Regions from separate parts of the Mus musculus genome. Here region 1 is linked to region 2. A link is a contact called in public Hi-C data. All regions are on one chromosome and are shown on one strand. Each heading gives the region's core, a stretch centred on a gene start, on an enhancer-like site or on the middle of the called end of the contact. The rest is flanking DNA. Distances are from core to core; before and after follow the strand shown. Region 1 holds the start of LOC115486428 (a long non-coding RNA gene). Region 2 has its middle 24 kb from the start of Gm32191.

Evidence for each region. A called contact is a pair of places that touch in the nucleus more often than the background predicts.
Region 1: a contact with region 2 is called in a Hi-C map of uterus. The contact joins two enhancer-like sites. A contact is called at or near these places in 3 of 39 promoter capture datasets (the C10 cell line, cranial neural crest and hippocampal neurons), 1 of 484 Hi-C or Micro-C datasets (uterus) and 1 of 115 datasets of contacts at active chromatin or transcription factors (embryonic stem cells).

The regions. Positions count from the first base shown.
Region 1 is chr6:97,579,230-97,584,710 of GRCm38.p6, reverse strand. LOC115486428 (a long non-coding RNA gene) reads right to left here and starts at 5,416. Exons shown (of 2, transcript XR_001785333.2): 1 at 4,302-5,416. It also overlaps a transcript of Frmd4b not described here. Within about 2 kb of position 1,765, at least 19 of the 459 cell types and tissues checked have an H3K27ac peak or open chromatin away from gene starts, as enhancers often do. A contact at or near this core is called in uterus, where this site is marked.
Region 2 is chr6:97,274,357-97,280,191 of GRCm38.p6, reverse strand. No RefSeq gene overlaps it. Among named protein-coding and RNA genes, the nearest start is that of Gm32191, 24 kb to the right of the region's middle. Within about 2 kb of position 2,066, at least 246 of the 459 cell types and tissues checked have an H3K27ac peak or open chromatin away from gene starts, as enhancers often do. A contact at or near this core is called in uterus, where this site is marked.

The sequences.
Region 1 (5,481 bases), core at 516-3,015, 300 kb before region 2:
ATTGACCCATATAAAGTGTATAGTTCAACAATCTTTAGTGTGTTCTAAGCAATGTTAACAGTCATCACCTGATGCTAGAACGTTTTTCTTTTGTTACAAAAGAAACCTGTAACCATCATAGTTGGTCCTATCCCCACCCATGCCAGATCCAGTCAGTCTTCAGTCTGCACTCTGGGTCTCTCCTTTCTGGGTTTGTCAGGTTAGTTGGATCCTACAGTGTGTGGGCCTCTGTATCTGTCCTACTTCATTTACTATTACAAAAAATAAGGGGTTCACCCATTCTGGGCACTCAGAATTTATTGCTGAGCATCCCATATTATAGATCAGCCACTCTATCTATCTATCTATCTATCTATCTATCTATCTATCTATCTATCTATCTATCTATCTATCTATTGCCAAGATCTCTAGCCCAGGCTGGCCTCAAACTCTCTCTATAGCTGAATATTCCCTTGAACTTCTAATCCTCCGGCTTCTACCTCCCCAGGGCTCTGGGACTTGACTACTAATTCCCATTTACAGTGCTGAGGACTGAACCTAGGGCTTCATGAAGGCTAGGGAAACTCTCCACCAACTCAGCTGCATCCCCGCCTCTGACCTCATGCTGCTTATTCCTTAAGTAATGATGGATGTTTGCGTAGCTCCCAAGATAAAGCACCTTTAACGAGTTAATCTTCGCACGCGTCGACTTTAGTTCCTTCAGATGCAATCCCGGGCTTTGAAATAGTAGGCCAAAGATCATGAGCCCAGTTGCTCAGCTCCTGAATACAAAGTGTGCTTCATCTAATCTTTATCACCATTGTCATCTGAAGAGTCACTGCTGCACAGCCAGTGAATTACAAAATGTTGTGTCCCTCCCCATGCCTGGAGATGTTTGCGATAGAAAACTTCTGAATCACCACCTCTCAGGAGTTTGGGATGCCATAAGCTGTGGTGGACAGTAACATGTCTAACAGAAAGAAATAGGATAAGCATGTGTGCAGACCTCTATTTTCAGTAAAGACTTGTAGTTAGGGTTAGTGAAAATGTTCAGAGGATTCTAAGAAGTCAAGAGACTTCTATCTTCGTCTCTCTGTCTGTCTCTCTGTCTCTCTTTTTGTCTGTCTGTCTCTCTGATCATCTCTGACTCTGTCTCTGTCTCTGTCTCTGTCTCTGTCTCTGTCTCTGTCTCTCTCTCTCTCTCTCTCTCTCTCTCTCTCTCTCTGACAGTCTCACTAGCTCTGTCTGGCCTGTAAACAGGACTATGTAGAGCAAGCTAACCTGGAACTCAAAAGAGATTCATCGGCCTCTAACTCCTGAGTGTTGGGATCAGTGTCCTGTGTCAACATGCCCTGTGTCACCTTTTTTGTTTTATTTAAGGCATGTTTCCACTATCAGCCTCCCCAAGCTGGGTTAGTACCCACAAAAATCGCTTCTTATGACAGCGCGATTCTGACCCACAGAGGACACACTAAGTATCATTAGGCTCCCAATCAATGTATCTGCAGATATGTTATGGTTGAACTGGCTTTTTCGCACCTCAGGAAATTTGTAGATGAGGGTAAAGTTCTTTTCCACATGCTGCGGGTTTTTTAATCTGACATAGCTGTGATGCTCTTGTGGGAGCCTCCTGGGTACAGTCTCCTCACACTTTTTCTTTATTACATGAGAGGATCCTGCGGGGAAGGCAGCTGGTGGATGAACACCAAATCCAAGGAGCAGTCCCTGGGAGTCCTGCAGTGTTTACAAATAGCGTGGTCTCTGCAGCAACCAATGAGCCATAGATAAGAGCCGCCTCCTTGACAGCTGGCTCGAATCTTTCCCAAGCCTGAAAAACATTCCCGGGGCCATGGCGACCAGGATGGCCTCTGTGTCTCCTTGCCCCTGACCTCTACTCTTCCTCTACAGGCCTTTCTGGCCTCAGACAAACAGGTCTGACTGACATGCAACCCACAATTGCTCCACCTGGCTCCGGGTGCCCTCAGTACTGATCTTTGCTTCATCTTGGGAACATCAGCATCTTGGGCTTGACCTTCAAGACACATGTGATAGACTGAATCCAGTGTCTTGTTCGTTTGGGTTTTGTGAGGGGGAGAGGGGTGTGTGTGTATGCACCTGTGTAGATAGGGTCCCCCACTAGCTTGGAAAATTACCAACTAGGCCAGCTGAGTCCCAGAGACCTGCTTGTTTGTACTGCCCCAGCATAAGAATTACAAGTATGAACTCCCACATCTGTCTTTTTTTTTTTTTTTTTTTTTTTTAATGTGGGTCCCAGGGCTCAAACTCAGGTCCCGATACTTACAAAACAAGTACTTTCCCAACAGCTGTCCCCTGGCCCTAGGACATCTAGTTTTAACTCTTGAACCTCATCATAGATGCTATCAGGCCCATTTTAACGATGAGAAAGTTGAGACACAGTTGAGTGACAGATGAGTAAATACACTTCTAATCAAGATACTTAAAATGCACTCTTTTCTAAGAGTAAAAGAAGGTGATTTTGCTGCTGTACACTGGTGTCTGAGCTGGGAAGAGTGTGCGCTGTAGTGACCACACCCTATAAGACAAATGCTGCAGGTCGTCCCCTTGCTTTGCAAGGTAGCATCAAAGCAAACATCCCGCAGCAGAAGAAAGGTCACTGATTGGGACACTTGAGAAACTTTGGTTACATTTACTGACAATGGATCCCTTGTTGTCCATCCTCTGGGAGACTCCAGTATAGACATCAGCCTTGTAAAGACACTGAGAACAGAAAAGCATAAGTGCTGTGTATGCATGTGCGTGTGCGTGCGTGCGTGTGTGTGTGTGTGTGTGTGCGCGTGCGTGCGTGCGTGTGTGTGTGTGTGTGTGAGAGAGAGAGAGAGAGAGAGAGAGAGAGAGAGAGAGAGAGAGAAAGAGAAAGAGAGAGAGATTGTTTAGCATGTTAAAGGTCTATTTTTTAATATCCACAGACAAAATGAATTACATACTAGCCATGATTTTGGCTTAATTTTTTAGAAGATGAGTGAGGTACATACATATACAATGAGCTATCTGTTTACTTAGTAGAAAATTTACCTCCCTTTAGCCTCTGCCACTGAGATTCTCTCTCAGGAAGTGAGTATGGATTTTAAGTTCTCAGATAATGTATGTGTGTGTGGTAGTCTATGCATATGTGTATGTGTAAGTATATGTGTGTCTTTCAGTTCTGTAGAACACTCATATTGTGTTCTTATTTTTGCAAATAGATATTAAAAGTCATGCTGTATCACGTCCTGATGGGCATTTAGAGTCTTCCTAACTTTTCACTCCTACACACAGAGCTGCAGTTGGAGGGGCCTTTATACGTTTGTCTTAGTTACCCTGGTGTGTCCTCTATCAGCCCTTACTTGAAAGTATGAGTAAGGGCTAGGGCTTAGTAGAAGGGTCCCTACCTTAAATGCACAAGGCCCTGGGTACCCACCCCAGTACTAAGCAAAACACAAAGCCAAAACAGAGGTATACGGATATGATAATGGCTCTGCAAAGCCAGGAACAGCCCATGTTTACAGTCTGCTCATGACTATTTTAATCCAGGAGAGAGAAGAAATCTGGGGAGTCATAGACCAGACCCAAGTTCTGGGAAACAACCAAAGATTACTTAGAACAGTGAGAAAAAGGAGTCTATAATATATGGTCCTTTTTTTTTTTAAAGCCCCGAGTCTTGAAGGGAATACAGATCTTCATGAATGACTGTGTTCCTCCACTTACTACACTGAAACAGAAAGTATGGAGTCCTGGGAAGCCAACTTCTCACATAAATATCCTTTCTCCTACTTGAACACTTGAAGCAAGCTGCTCTGTTCAGCCAGGGTCAGAAGCCATGGTCTTGCTTCCTTATCCTCTTGGACTGCATTTAATTTCTGCCAAATAATGTTTAGCTGTCAGGCTTCAAGAGTCACTCCTGAACAAGCTGTCTTGAACATAGTTCTTCTACTTTGTGTACTGGCTATAAACAAAAAGTATGAGTCACTTTTTATGTGTCTTCGGAATATTTATATAGTTCCTTGAGGATATAATGATGTGTTTTGGATATATTCATACTCCCCAACTCCTCTCAAATCCACCCCACTTCCCTATCCACCCAACCTTAGGCCACACTCCTTAAACCCATGTGGGCCTATCTCTGCCATTCAAATGTTCTCCAATTCACCGCCTTCCTCTGGAACATGGTCCACTTGCCAGTGGCTATGCTCTTAAAATTGGCTCTCTCTCTCTCTCTCTCTCTCTCTCTCTCTCTCTCTCTCTTTCCCAGCAACTGTCAATCACCAATAGCTCCTCTGCTGGAGGCGGGACTTCATGCCTACCTCCACTCTCCATGCAGGGACTTCTTCTGGCTTGGCTGTCAGGTTTATTTCACAAATGCTTAAATCCACGTGTGAAGTGGTTGTCCCACTATCCCTGAAGACGTAAAAGTTCAAAGGTAGATTGAAGCTCTGAGTAAAACTGTAACCATCTGATCCCTTAAATTTTTCTACTAGTTCTTTGAGAGTTTTGTACAATGCTATTTGATCATATTCGCCCCTCACCCTCCCAACTCATCTATGATAACCCCCAGTTCCCTGCCTTACTTGGGTAGCCTGTGTCCTTTAAGAATATATCATTACCAGTTTGTGCTATCCAAATATTCTTGGTGGTGTAGTCTTCCACTTGAGTGTGGTCCACTTACCGGGGACTGCATGCACGCTTAGAGAAAACTGTCTTTCCTCCCAGCAGCTAACGATTGCCATTAGCTCTATGTCCAGGAGTGAGCTTTGTACCCACCTCCCCTCTCTGTGCTGGGATTTGACCTGAGCTTGCACTGATCCTGCCCTTGTAGTCACAGTCACGTGCAGTCATGTGTGTACTAGCCCTGTTGTATCTGGAACACACTCTCTTCTCATAGTCATCAGATGCCTCTGGCTCTTAAACTCTTTCTGCTCCCTCCTCTGCTGTGATCTCTGAGCCTCAGGACAGAGCTACAGTGTACTCAATGAAACAGGAAACTTTTCTTTTGACTAGGTAAAATTCTACTGTGACATGATGGAAATTAATCTTTCATTATTTTGGTAAGCAGCCTTGAAATTTTTCCTTGAGAGCAATTCCCAGTTGGGTCAATAATGTAGGCACAGGTGTGTTTTGCCCTATCTGCTGCCCCTTTGGTAGAGCAATAGGATACAGCCACCATAGAAGCCACCAATCTGACTCAGGTTCTTTCTATATAGCAGCTTTGTATGCCCACAGCCATCTGTATGTTGGGCACCTCTGTTAATCCCACCGCCCACCATGGACACTGACAGACTGGGCAGTGAAAGAAACTCCCTCAAGGCCTCCAGTGAAGATGTGAGAGCGCCAGAATTTGGAGCCACCTTTTAAACACTGCTTCCAAATCTAAGTTGGCTTCCTTCTCTGAACTCGGTTTGAAATTCCTTTTTAACCCATAAAACGTAGCTACTACAGGCAGGTTTAGTCACATGGGACTGCTCTGGACTGGCCATACATAAACTG
Region 2 (5,835 bases), core at 817-3,316:
AGGAGCTCCAGGCTGGGAGAGGCATCCCCGGCACCCTTCAATTACTGGAGAAGCCTTTCAGGGAGTTGATGGTGGTGTCTGGACAGACACCACTGTCTTCATAAAGTAGTGGTTAGAGGTGTGGGCTTTGAAGTCAGGCTGTCTTGGAGACAGACTATCTGGCTTGGAGTCTGTCCCAGGCTCAGTGTTTGCTGGTTTCTAGAACTAGCATTAGTCTTCTAGGCCTCGGGTTCTTACAGGACTCACCAGGGTACCGTACAAGTTGCCCAGTGTAATGGGCACAAACAGTGCAGCACAGCATGTACCTGACGAGAATAAAGTAACCTGTGTGGGAAACTAGTAGGTGCTGCTCCTGATCTAGAAAGCTGTTTTTTTTTTTTTTACACCCCTACCCCACCCGTGTGTGTATGTGTGTGTGTCTGTCTGTCTGTCTGTCTGTCTGTGTCTCTCTGTATGTGTTCGTGTTCCTGTGTATGAGTGATAGCATGCACACGTCATAGTACATCTGCCACAGTACTTATTTGAAAGTGAGTCTCTTGCTTGTCCAGCACTATTTTATGCTGGGTTAGCAGGCCCATGGACTTCTGGGAAATCTCCTGTCTCTGCCTCACAGCTCACTGTAGGACCACTAGATTACAAATGTGTAGCCGACTACTGGAATACAGACGTGCAGCTCTGTCACTTGGCCTTCTCTGCCTTTTCAAGATCCAACCTGAGCTCCTCACTGTCAGGGGGCAGTTGCTTTACCGATTGAGTCATCTCCCTAGCCCCAGACCCGAGGTGCATTCATTTAGCCACTCAAATAACAGTACTGAAATAAACATCCCAGCTGAGGGTTGATTCCTGCCCCCAGCTCCTAGAATTTTCCCCCCTCATTTAATCCTCACAGCAAGGCCACCACAGTTAATCCCAGCCCAAAGCTCTTGGATGTTAGTCTTGTGCCCGGTGTGTAGTTAGAGGCACTTAAGGCGGGGTTCCAGAGACAGCCTTTGTGAAGTGTGAGTTCCTTCCGTTCAGAGTGCACGGACAGGTAGGCTACACTAGAGACCTGAATGGGTGTTTTCCACCTCCTCCTCCCCCCTCAGCTGTCCGGCAAGGTCAGGGCAAATTATACCTGTGAGTATTCAAGAGTGAGTACCACCTTAAATCAGACACCCTGGCACCTCCCTAACTCATGCTGCGTCAGGTCATGCTGTTGGCTCCAAGACAAGTCACTGCCTTTTCTGCACACATAAGAAAGCAAACAAGCAAAAGATTTAGAGAGAGGGGGGAAAAAAAAAACAAGAGGGCAGGCAGTTAAATTTGGAAAAGAGTTCTAAGTGCCAATTTTTTTTTTTTTTTTTAAGAATTTATCTCTCAGGCATCCTGGGAAAATTTTAGACAGAGCTGAGAACAAAACCATTCAGTATGGGAAGTGTGTCCTGTAGACCTGAGATTCCTAGGCGACTGGAAAATGAGGCCAAGACCACTCCTAGGGTTTGGCTGAGGAGAGAAGGTTTTGTTGTAGGTGTGAGGGAGAGGACAGCCAAAGGCATCTGGAAGGGTCCAGACTGAACTGGGCCACGGTCGGGGATGGGAGGCGAGAGAGGAAAGGAGTGGCAAGCGATCCAAGAGAGGAACCAAGATACTAAGAGGGCATGTAACTAAAATGGCTGAGTTATATAGCGATCAGAGGCTGGGGGAAGGAAAGCCCAATCCGCGGGCTACAGAGGTTTAGGGGAAGGAGAGGGGGAGGGGCGAGAAGTTCAGGGAGAAGCCACAGGCTACTGAGAGGTAGCCAGAGTCAGCTTTGATATGTTAATAGGCACCTCAGGTAGCCAATTGCCCTGGGTTTCTTTGAGACCTAACATTAGGCAAACCCTCCTCTGTGCAAGGGCAGCTGGGACAGTTCCGAGTGAGAAGTCTGTGCAGTGAGGTGTCACACGCAGATAATGTCCTTCCTGCCTTTCCCGGGCACGGAGAGGTGCCCCGGCTCAGTGCATAAGCCCTTCATCTGGACAGAACCTTCTAGACTAACTAGGACCAGGTTTCTTCTAATCGTTGGGCTGGGTCTGGACTTTCAGAGCGTACAATATTGGTTAAGAAGGACACCTAGGGGCCGTCCCGGTTTACTGCAGGCAGGCACTCCTAGCTGCCCTGGATTCGGGATTCTCAATATTGTATGAACAAGGTGCTGTAGGTTACAGGGAGAAGGAAACAAACCTAACGAAAGCCCAGTTTCTAATTTCTAACCCCCAACACTTCTGATTACTCGCTGTGCTCTTGGGGGAGTTGTTTGGGGGGTTAGAAGCATGGAGAAATGTAGGGATTCAATAACATCTAACTCTTAATAACGTGTGCCTCAGTTCTTGGGACAAAGTAAGCCACGTCTTGTTATTGTTTCTAATGGGACTCTGCAAGGAAGAGAGTTAGTAACATTTAACAGCATTAAATTTAAACATCAATAATGTAAGACTTACATTTTTAATAGTCACTGAAGACCACAGTAGAGGTTTATAAAAAGTAAAGTACTTTCTCAGGGGGAAAAAAAAGTCAAACAAGCCAAACTGGCAAGATTTTTTAAACACAGTCTTTTAGAAAATCAAAATTAATTTATACATACACACAAATTCTGCTTTTTGGTTTTTTTTAAATTTTTTAAGTAAAGACAGGCTTGATGTGACTGGTTTTTCCTTTGCTTCAAACAACAAATGGTTTGTCCCTGTCTGGTACTGTGCCAACATATAACAAGAGGGCCCAGTGACATCTTTGTTTGCTTTAGATACAAGAATGAGAGCCCAGGATAAATGCTCAGACACACCAAAGGTCACATAATCAAGTACAGAGGAAATCACCCCCACACAGGAGCATCCTGGTGCAAGTCACCTTTTAAAGGGCATATGAAGAAGGACCACAGCGTTGGGGTGATCACAGGGCCTCGTGCATGCTGGGGCTGGGGCTGCAGCACAGAGACACATGCCAGCTGGGCATGGATCTAACTCTGCGCAGTCATGTGTGTGAAGGGAGAGAGAAGGAGACAGAGACACAGAGAGACAGAAACAGACAGGGAGACAGAGAAAGAAAGACATAGAGACAGAGACAGGAAGGAAGTGGAGGGGGAGGGAAGGGGAGGAGATAGAAGAGGGGGGAATGGGGAGAGGAGGGGAGGGGAGGAAGAGGAGGAGACATAGAGTCTTACATGGCCAAAGCTGGCTTCCAACTTGTGTAGCAGAGAACGACCCTAAACTTGTAATCTTCCTGCCTCTACCTCCTGAGTGCTGGGATTAGAGGTGTGTGCCACCGGGCTTGATTCACTGGTGCTGGGGACAGAACCCAGGGCTTTACACATATTGGGCAGGCATTCCACCACTGAGCTACATCCCCCCACCCTCATACTATTACTTGTTGGCAGAGATTTGGGCTCAGAGCTTTCTACCGTAGGCTGTCATTTTACTGGCCATGTGGTAGAGTTTACTGGTGATGTGTTTAACAAACAGAGACAAAGACCCAGTTAGGTTTGAATTTGAAACAAGCAAAGGGTGAACCTACATGGAGTGCATCCATGTCCCCAGTGTGTCCTCTATTTTATCGCCCTGTCACCCAGGCAACCTGATGGTTTAGTAAATAGAGCTGCAATTTCAAAACGGTCTGGATCTCCCTGGTTAGTTTTGGCAATTCCTCTAGGCTCCACCCAACAGCTACCTAGCAACAGCTTGCGCAGCTGCTTGCTTGGTACTAATAGCCAAACTCTCCCCTCCCCCTCCCCTTCCCCCTTCCCTTCCCCCTCTTCCCCCTCCCTTTCTCGCCCCTCTTCTCTCTCCCCCTTTTCCCTCTCTCCATCTCTCTCTTCCCCACAAGTTCATGGCCATCCTCTTCCTCTCTCCTCCCTCTTTGTCCTTCTTTGTCCCCCTCCTTTCCCAGGTCCCCTTCCCGTTCGCACTTGGCCCGTCACATGGTGGTGATTCCTCTGGGGAACACCTCCGGGCCCAACGAGACTGTCCCTCTCGCCCCTGCCGCATTATATTATGTTTTATAAAACACAACAGTTAAGACTCTCATTTCTGTGCTCTTCAACAGATCAGCAAGTGTAGATGGCTTTTAACAGAGTAACGAGATAGAAAGAGGCGTCAGAAAGTGGCTCAGTGTCTTAGGCTTCAAGGCAGGGGTTGAGTTTCTACTGCCTTCACTACCATAGCTGCTTCGGCACAGGAAATGCTCTGCACAGAGTGTGGTACCTGCCCATCCTGCAAATGCTGTTTCTTATACTGAGAGCTCCAGCTCAGGGCAACATAAATTACTTCCTTGGCACAACAACAACCCCACCTCCAAGGATCAACTTCCATTTACAGTGCAATGTAAATTATTGAGAATGTGTGGACTGGGGGCTTTAAAAGTACCTGTAATCACGTTGCCAACCTGGCTCTGAAATATCAGCCAGTTCCAGCTCCTTGGAGCTTAGTAAATTGAGTATGTGGTGAGCAGTTATTTCTTCTAATAATGTGGCTGCGCGCTGATGCAGACAGAGATGTCTCTAGATTCGCCTCCACGTTAGTGACCTTTGGAGGGTTTGGGGGGCATTCGTTTTTTTAATTATAGAGGAGTATTAGACATTAGACCACTTCAATTCCTAATTCAGATCCTTTCGACCTGGGCAAGTTTCTCAGGGCCCTCCCAAATAAATAAACCCTTCCCTGAGCAGCACTAGCTGTAGCTTTATACAGCTTTATACAGCTGTCAACCTCAGGATTGCTGTGGTGTGTGTGTGTGTGTGTGTGTGTGTGTGTGTGTGAGAGAGAGAGAGAGGGGGGGGGTGGAGGGAGAGAGAAACAGAGAGAGAGAGAAAAACAAGAGAGAGAGAGAGAAACAGAGTCCCATCCCTCACCAGTCTCTTCCTCCATTAGGCTGTGTGCTTTTAGGTTTCAGGGACCCTACTAGATATAGTGATACATGCCTGTAATCCTGCTATTCAAAAGACTAAATACTTCAGTGCAAGGCCTTGTCTTAAAGTGGGGATTTAGGAAGTTCCATGAGTGTAGTATTTGTCAAGCAAGCACAAGAAGACATGAGTTAGAGTCCTAGCACCTAGGTTTAGGTACATGGTTTTAATCTCAGCACTGGGGAGGCAGAGACACCTGAATGGCTAGGGTTTGCCTATTTGGCCAGCCTAGCCCATTTGGTGAGTTTCAGGCTAGTTAGAGACCTTGTCTCAAAAAAAAAAAAAGGAAGAAGAAGAAGAAGAAGAAGAAGAAGAAGAGAAGAAGAAGAAGAAGAAGAAGAAGAAGAAGAAGAAGGAGGGAAGGAAGGAAGGAAGGAAGGAAGGAAGGAAGAAAGAAAGAAAGAAAGAAAGAAAGAAAGAAAGAAAGAAAGAAAGAAAGAAAAAGGGTAGCACCTGGGGAATGATAACCGAGGGTATTTATTCTTATTTTTATGAACACTGGTGCTTTGCCTGCGTGTGTGTCTGTTTGAGAGTGTCAGATCCCCTGGAACTAGAATTACAGACACTTGTGAATTGTCATGTGTGTGCTGGCAATTGAACCCTGGTCCTCTAAAAAAGCAGCCAATGCTCTTAACTGCTAAACCATCTCTCCAGCCTCCCAACCCTCAAATCATGTTTTATTTCAATTCATGTTTCACTTGAACTCTGAAGCCACATCATTACTCAGGAACGTCAAGTATACTTGCCCTGCAAGCAAGAAGACCTGAGTTGGATCTCCAGAACCCATAAGGAGGAAAGAAAGAAAGAAAGAAAGAAAGAAAGAAAGAAAGAAAGAAAGAAAGAAAGAAAGAAAGAAAGAGAGAGAGAGAGAAAGATGGAGTGAGGGAGGGAGGGAGGGAAATAAGAAAGGAAGAAAAGGA